2 separate regions of the Oryctolagus cuniculus genome follow, and region 2 is linked to region 1. A link is a contact called in public Hi-C data. All regions are on one chromosome and are shown on one strand. The core of a region is the stretch at or near the end of the contact, and the rest is flanking DNA. Distances in the headings are between cores, read along the strand shown. Region 1 holds the start of PDE3B (phosphodiesterase 3B). Region 2 has its middle 66 kb from the start of PDE3B.

What was found. A called contact is a pair of places that touch in the nucleus more often than the background predicts.
Region 2: a contact with region 1 is called in a Hi-C map of an unstated tissue, with 2.3 times the contacts expected there. The contact joins the enhancer-like site here to the promoter of PDE3B in region 1. A contact is called at or near these places in 2 of 6 Hi-C or Micro-C datasets (liver and an unstated tissue).

The regions. Positions count from the first base shown.
Region 1 is chr1:51,563,480-51,567,888 of mOryCun1.1, forward strand. It overlaps PDE3B (phosphodiesterase 3B), which reads right to left and starts at 1,939. Exons shown (of 16, transcript XM_002708827.5): 1 at 599-1,939. The coding sequence starts at 1,567.
Region 2 is chr1:51,629,943-51,633,856 of mOryCun1.1, forward strand. No RefSeq gene overlaps it. Among named protein-coding and RNA genes, the nearest start is that of PDE3B, 66 kb to the left of the region's middle. Within about 2 kb of position 2,604, at least 1 of the 8 cell types and tissues checked has an H3K27ac peak or open chromatin away from gene starts, as enhancers often do.

The sequences.
Region 1 (4,409 bases), core at 689-3,188:
CATTACTAAGCTTAAGCTGTTAAAAATTACCCTAATTTTGCAACAAATACACACAACACAGTGAGTTAGTGTTGAAAAAATACACACACACACACACACACACTCACACAACTCTAGCAGGCTATATGGCTGGCTTTCTGTCTGAACGACTGAGTCTCAGTTCCAAACTGTTCTTTCCAGGTGACGCTCTCAGATTCCCCCCTCGATTATCATCACTGGCGAAAACTCCCACAGTCTCCCCTCAGGCTGAAGGCCGCACGCTCCGCTGGGGCAGATACCACCAGCAAAGTGATACTGGCACCAAACAAGAGCGTGCCCGCCTCATTCCTCTGAGAAGCAGCCCCCCCACCCCCATTACATACACAAAGTCGCTTAAAATGCAGCCTGCTTAGGGGGCTATTTCAGGGCCACTCAAAGGACAAAACTTGCTTCTGCGTTCTGCAAACGCTTCCTGTAATTGAGGAATCCCTTCCAGGATAAAACATGACTTCCTCCCCTTTGCTCCCACTTCCAAGACGCTCCCTGCACTCGCGCACCGCAGCGCCAAGGCCGACGGCGCGCTCGCCCCCGGGCGGCCCCGACTCCCGGGCCAACATACCTGCTCTCTGGAAATACAAGGCAACGACGGTCGGCGGAACATCTTGCCACTGCCATAGTAACTGGCGCCGCTCTCTCCCAGCGAAACGCAGCTGGACCTCCGCCGGGGTCGTATCACAGGCACTTTTTCGTCCACGGCGCTGGCCAGCCGAGGATGGAGAGGCGCTTCCCTGATCTGAAAGAAGTGATCCAACCCCAGGGCCAGCAGACAGCCTGCGCTCCCGACCAGGCAAGAGAGCAGCGGCCGAAGGACCGAAGGCAGCGAGCCCAGGCTGGTGACGGAGACCCACCAGACGCAGCTGGCGAAGAGCAGCAGCGCCGGGATGCTGTGGCGGAGCCTCGCAGGCTGTGCGAGCGTCAGCAAACCCACACAGCTCAGCACCAACACCAACCTGCCCGCCACCGCTGGGGGCGCGTGCGGGCCGGGGGTCTCGGCCCCCCACGGCCAGGACCACCACGGCCACCCCAAGAGGTCCCCCAGGTAACAGCAGGCGGGCAGCGCAAGCACCCACCAGGAGCCGCCGCCTGGGCCCAGGTCGGGGCCCCGCTGGGTCCGAGTCAGGAAGCAGGTGAGGAAGAAGAAGGCACAGGCGATGCTGAAGAGGGGGCTGAGGCTATGCGAGCACACGCTCAGCAGCGTCCGCAGCTGGGCGGCCCCGGTAACCCAGCTCTCGGGCCCCGCGCCGAGCAGCCCGGCGAGGACAAAGGCGGCCAGGGCGCCCAGCGAGAGGCGCGCCCGGGAGAAGCGGGAGCCGTGCCGCGGCTGCTGGGGAGAGGCCGGCGCCGGCGGCGGCAGCTCCACGTTGCAGAAGCGGCAGAGGTGGAATAAGAAGCCGCGCGGAGGGTCCTGCCGCAAGGGGCTCACGCAGCTCTTCACGTAGCCGTTCCTCAGACTCCCGGGGGGCGAGCCGGCCCCGTCCGGCGGCTGCGGGTACCGCATGGCTTTGGCGTCTCGCTCCTCTCCCCTCATGGCCAGGGGTGGCCGCGGGGCTCAGCACGCCCAGCTCGGACTGCAGACAGCCGCTCGCGCTCCCGGACCCCCGCCACCGAGTTCTGGGCGCCCCCCGGCTCGTAGCGCGTCAGAGCTGCGCCCGTCGCCGCGGCCCGGGGTCTCCGCCGCGCGGGCCGAGGAGCGACAGAGTCCGCGACATGCTGGCTCAGGAGAGCGGCGGAAGGGGCTTCTCTCCGGGACCGCGTCGGCTGCCGTCTCCTTTTCCCTCGGGCAACTCTGGGGACTGAAGACTCGGTGTCGCCTCCCAGCTCCCGTTGGCTGCAACAGTTAACCTCACGGCCCCAGCCTGGTCCGTTGGGCGCGCGAGCGGCAAGCGGGCGCTCCTCCCCCGCGGCAGCTCCGGCCGGGCACGCGCCCTGCCCGCCGTCCGCGCGCGCCCGCGTCTGGCCCGCCAGCACCGGCGCCCGCCGCCACCAACAGGGACGCGAGATCGGGACCCCGCCGAGTGTGTGAGTGTGGGGCAGGAGAGTGCGGCCGTGGTAGTCCGGGGGCCGGCTGGGGCTGGGAGAGACGACGGGGTCGTCATCGGATGGGAAGGGCAAACCCGCCAACCTGGGACCCCAGACACGCAGGGTGTTTTGAGGGGAAGTCAGAGGTGTCTAGCCAGGCTCCGACAGGTCACCACTGGGGTCTTGGGGAAAGAGAGGACGTTTGTGATCCCCAAAAGGAGTGCCTAGTGGGGATACCGAGCCCAGAGTGGGAGGGGCTGCCTCTAACCTCAGCCCAGTTCGGGGTGGGCCCTGGGACTGTGTGAGCAGAGCTGTGACCAAGTGAGGGCCCGTCATCACCAAGGCCACAACCCAGAACCTCTAATCACGGTGGGTAGGTATGGCCCCAGCTGCAACGTGTTTCCTTGAGCCACGCAGCAGGCCCAAAATCCCTGCAGTGGCCCTTAGGGAGGGTGCACGTGGCGGGCACTCTGGAAACATCCAAATCTTGCTTCACAGGCAAGGAACTGACGTCACGTCCTCCACCTTCCACCCTTGCCATACATACGCAATGGTCAGTCTAGTTCCCCTCTAACATGGCCTGTAAGATTTGCTGTTGCAAATGTCCTTTCCAAATTGAAAGCTTTTTCACTATAACAGCAAGTTCTAGAGAGGGGGGATAGGAACATTAGGTGTTCTCGCCAAGACCACTCCTCAGCTGTGATCCATTGCCCTTCAAAAGCCAAGTAAGATGCTATCTGTAAAGTAGTGGTGAAACTAGCAACGTTAGGAAATGCTGACTTCAAAGTGAGAAGAACGTTGCAGTACCAAAGGGACTGCTCTGGAATCGCACCAATCATAACTGCCTTAGAGGGTGAACTGTGTTTCCCTCCACCGAAACTCCCTCCAGCCTCATGACAGAACTGCATTTCTCAAAAAGCTAATTCCACATTTTTCCAGGGAGATGAGAAACCTTACTGTGTGGTAAATCCCACAAACAGGCCCATTTTTCACCAATTAATCTCTGCCCACAGCCATGACCTAACACACCATTTTCATATATGGTCAGAGTTCACATACATAGCAGAAATCACTGTGAAATTAGCTCAAGAATTTGATCAAGAGACACGCATACAAACAAAAACAATTACCAGCTTCCTTTCCTTTTCTATACATTGAATAAAAGAAAAAAATAGTTTTCTAATTTATAAACCAAATGCTTTCCTAAAAGGTAAAGAGTCCATCAAGGGCCGGTGCTTCGGCTCAATAGACTAATCCTCCACCTTGCGGCGCTGGCACACCAGTTTCTAGTCCCGTCGGGGCGGCAGATTCTGTCCCAGTTGCCCCTCTTCCAGGCCAGCTCTCTGCTGTGGCCTAGGAGTGCAGTGGAGGATGGCCCAAGTGCTTGGGCCCTGCACCCCATGGGAGACCAGGAGAAGCACCTGGCTCCTGGCTTCGGATCAGTGCAGTGCGCGGGCCGCAGCGCACCAGCCGCAGCAGCCATTGGAGGGTGAACCAACGGCAAAGGAAGAACTTTCTCTCTCTCTGTCTCTCTCACTGTCCACTCTGCCTGTCAAAAAAAAAAAAAAAAAAAGAGTCCATCAAAGCTTTCTTCCACTATGACAATAACATGTATAAACCTCACTAACACCAGATGAAGACTGAGTATGAAACTTTAAAATTTTTATTTATTAAATTTGAGAGGCAGAGAGTGACTCCCACCTGCTAATTTACTCCTTAAGTGCCCCAAAACCGGGGAACTCATTTCAGCTGTACATGAGTGCCAAGGACCCAAGTACTTGAACCATCACTCACTGACCTCTAGGAGTGCACATTAACAGGAAGATGTAATTGGGAGCAGACACCCCAACCAATAGCTTAACCTTTAGACCAGTTGCCCACCCCACATGTAGGAAACTTAATGGATACAGCCAGAGCCTATAGAGAAGGGCAGGACAAAACTAGCAAAATGTAATATTGAAATGCCATTATAAATTCTTATAGGAGAGGGGCTGGTGCTGTGGTGTAGTGGGTAAAGCCACTGCCTGTAATGTTGGCATCCCATATGGGCACCAGTTCAAGTCCTGGCCACTCCATTTCTGATCTAGCTCTCTGGTATGGCCTGGGAAAGCAGTTGAAGATGGCCCAAGTCCTTGGGCCCCTGAACCCACATGAGAGACCCGGAAGAAGCTCCTTGCTCTTAGCTTCATATTGGCAAAGCTCCAGCCATTGCAGCCATCTGGGGAATGAACCAGCAGATGAAGACCTCTCTGTCTCTCTCTGCCTCTGCCTCTCTGTAATTCTGCCTTTCAAATAAATCTTAAAAAAAAATTCTTGGAGCCAGCGCTGTGGCACAGCGGGTTAATGCCCTG
Region 2 (3,914 bases), core at 1,354-3,853, 67 kb after region 1:
AGGAAAGCAGGATTTACTTAAAGCAAAGGAAAAGCACACACTTTTAACTGCATGGGCCAGTGCTGTGGTGTAGTGGGCCAAGTCACTGCCTTTAGCACCGGCATCCCATATGGGCACTGGTTCATGTCCCAGCTGCTCCTTTTCCAATCCAGTTCTCTGCTAATGTGTCAGGGAAGGGAGTGGAAGATGGCCCAAGTACTTCAGCCCTTGCCACCCACATGGGAGACCCAGATGGAGTTCTGGCTCCTGGCTTCAACCTGAGCCATCCTGTGCTATTGCAGCCATTTGAGGAGTGAACCAGTGTGTGGAAGTTTTCTCTCTCTCTCTCTCTCTCTCTCTCTCTCTCTCTCGGCCTTGTGGCATACTGTGTAAAACCATCACCTGTGATGCTAGCCCCATTCGGGTGCCGGTTCTAGTTCATGTCCCAGCTGCTCCACTTCCTATCCAGCTCCCTGATAATGGCCTGGGAAAACAGCAGAAGATGACCCAAGTTTTTGAATCCTGCCGTCCGTCCACGTGCGATGACCCAGATGAAGCTCTTCCTGGCTTTGGCCTGACCCAGAGCTGGCCATTTCAGCCATCTGGACAATGAACCAGAGATTGGAAGATCTCTGTCTCTCCCTCTCTCTCTCTCTCTGTAACTCTGACTTTCAAAAATAAATAAGTCTTTTTTTAAAAAAATAAAGCACAAAGAAAAAAATCCTTGTGTCATAGTAGGTAAAGCTACTGCCTGTAGCACTGGCATCCCATTTGGGTACCGGTTCAAGTCTCAGCTGCTCCACTTCAAATCCAACTCCCTGCTAATGGCCTGGGAAAGCAGAAGAAGATGGCCCAAGCATTTGGACCACTGATACCTATGTGGGAGACCTGGAAGAAGCTCCTGGCTCCTGGCTTCAGCCTGGGCCAGTCCCAGACACTGTGGCCATTTGGGGTGCCAGAGGATAGAAGATCTTTCTTTCTCTCTCTGTCTCTCCTCTGTGTCTCTGTAACTCTGACTTTCAAATAAAATAAATGTCTAAAAAAAAAAAAGAAGAAATCTTTAAAAAAAGAAAGAAAGGAAGGAAGGAAGACACATCAATATTCAGGCCATCATTTTACATTATCAGGAGGCATAGAGGGTGGTATCTGGGGTGAGGCTCAATTGAATATTCAAAGAGGGTAGAGTTTGGGGCAGAGCTTGAGTTCTCCCCATTTCCATATTTTTTTTTTGGGAAATCTTGGAACTGTCATGGCATCAGGTATGATAGGAGCAGGACTGCTGGCCATGGTAAGTTTACTACACGTTTATTAAAAGACATCACTGGGATACAGCCTGCAGCCATACTGGATATTTCCAGCTGATTCTAAGTTTGCAACATTGCAGAACTTGCACTTTCTGCTACACGGACATGGGGAGAGGGGAGCTGGTGATGGGTTTAGGCAATTCCCAGAAAGGGAGTTTTGAGTGGTGTACCGGAAGGGTTTGGATGTTTCAGATCAGGCTGTCATGTGGGTCAGCCAGGCTATCCTGTGAGAGCTGGACATGGCTGGTGCAATGGCTAGCCAGGGCTGGAGCTGCCATGCCTCAGGGCATGATACCACATAGGTCAGCTGGGGCTGTCAAACCTCAGCTCCTCCCTATTAGCTAACTATCTTCCCACATCACAGCCACAAGCCAAAGAATGTCCAGAGACACCAGAAGCTGGACAAAACACAAAAGTGTTCTCTCATAAAGGCTTTAGAAGGAGCATGGCCCTGCCAACACCTCGATTTCCAACTTGTAGTCTCCAGACTAATGAGAAAATAGATTTCTATTGGCTTTTTTTTTTTTTTTTGAGGGGAGAGTATTTATTTATTTGAAAGTTAGAGTTACAAAGAGAGGGGGAGAGAGTGAGATCTTCCATCTACTGGTTCAGTCCCCAAATGGCCTTAACAGCCAGGGCTGGGTCAGGCCGAAGCCAGTAGCTGGGAGATCCATCCAGATCTCCCATGTTGGGTGGCAGGGGCCCAAGCACTTGGGCCATCTTCTCCTGTTTTCCCATGTGCATTAGCATGGAGCTGGATCAGAAGTAGAGCAGGCAGGACACAAACTGGCACATATATGGGATGCTGGCGTCACAACAGCCATAACACTGGCTCCTCAATTTCTGTTGTATTCAGCCACCAAATTTATGATGCTTATTATGGTATCCCTAGAAAGTTAATCTGCCTTTCTAATAGATATGCTTAACAGTCAATTTTATGAGAGGAGATAATTTTCAAGGTGCTATAAAATGGTATAATGTGAATGAATTTAGGAAAAGCAACTTACTCCCTCTGAGCCAGCTTTTTCACCTAATTCCATCCTAACAGGATGTTGAGATGATTGAATGATATAAAATAAAACTACACAGAAGGCAACAGGCAAAAAGCAGGCACTCAAATATGTAGCCTTTTGAGAACAGGACCCAACACTTAGCACACAGACATCCTGGTGAAAATAGGCCTCCCGAGAGAGCTGGGATAATGAACATGCAAAACCTGTGCCTGAATCTGAAGCTCTTTTGCATGTAACCACTTAACACCATCTTGTGTCAGCTCTTGTTTCTCACCAACTAACCACTACCCTCTCCCCCAACCTTCTCCACTTCCTGTTTATGTAGATTGCTGCTTCCTGGCCAAGGAAACTGAATGGTTTCAGCCAGACTGCTTTTCCCCAGACCGGTGCCAAGAATACCTTCTTTGCACTCCTCTCATTCTGCTTTCTTCTTGTAGAAGAAACCATCACATTAGTGAACAGCAAACTGCTGCCCAGAGCTATCCCCAGTGGAGCAGTTGGTCCTCTTCCTGACTATTAGGTTAAACCAGAGAACAGTAACAACACATCAGGTATAACGTGTGTATCGAGAAATACAGCCATCCCTGCTAACTCCAGCTTCTTCAAGCTGTTGATACCAGTGCTTGTCTTACTCAGCCTTGCTAGTTGCAGTGCCTCCACCCACAGACCCAGCCCTGTCCTGTTTCTGTAAGTTCTCACCGAGGCCAGCAGGACTTGGTAGGTTAAACTCAACCAGAACACCAGGATGGGAGGTTGCAGAAACTATCTAAATTTGTAGTTGAGAGCATGAAGCACATATCTAGATCATCTGAAAGGTTTTTTCAAACAGACAAATAGACATTTGGAACTGGAGGGTAGGAACGCGTGTTTTGAAAAAAAAATTACTAGGTGAAAATTATTTTTCCCACAACTCCAGGATTATCATCCTTCACACAACAGGTAAGAATGTGGACTCTGGAACTTCCAATTCGGGCTTTGCCACTTATGAGCTGATGGCCTGTGCATGCAAATTAACCTCTCTATGTTTCAAGTCTCCTCATCTGTAAAACAATGGTAATCATATCTATCTCTAAATACAACTGTTGTGAGAAATGAATGACTAAATAAGTGTTTGCTATTGCCACCATTACCTTTTAAAAAAAAAAAAACTTTCAAAACATGCACAGAACTTTATTCATCTACTTAGATCTAACCTTCACATGGAGATTTGGCAAAATTCAAGTGCACAAAATGCATTTTCAAAATGTAATGTAAGCAAAGCTTTTCACATTTACACTGGCAGAAAACACAGAAAAACTAACAAGTCCCATTAGGGGGAGTTCAGATTTTTGTAATGACAAGAATTGTACAGTTTATTATTTTGAGACAATTGTTGAAGACATAAATATTTAAAATTTTCTAAGCAAGGTGCTTTAACAGTAAGAAATTTTAAAGTTGGAAAAAGCTGGTAACTAGGTTCATAGCTCATACAGAATTCCAAATTAAATTAGCTCCCTAGATTTTGCAAACAATGCTATTTTAAAATTTTTTATCTTTTCTTTTTTTAAAAAAGATTTATTTATTTATTTGAAAGGTAGATTTACAGAGAGAAAGAAGGAGAGACAGAGAGAGAGAGAGA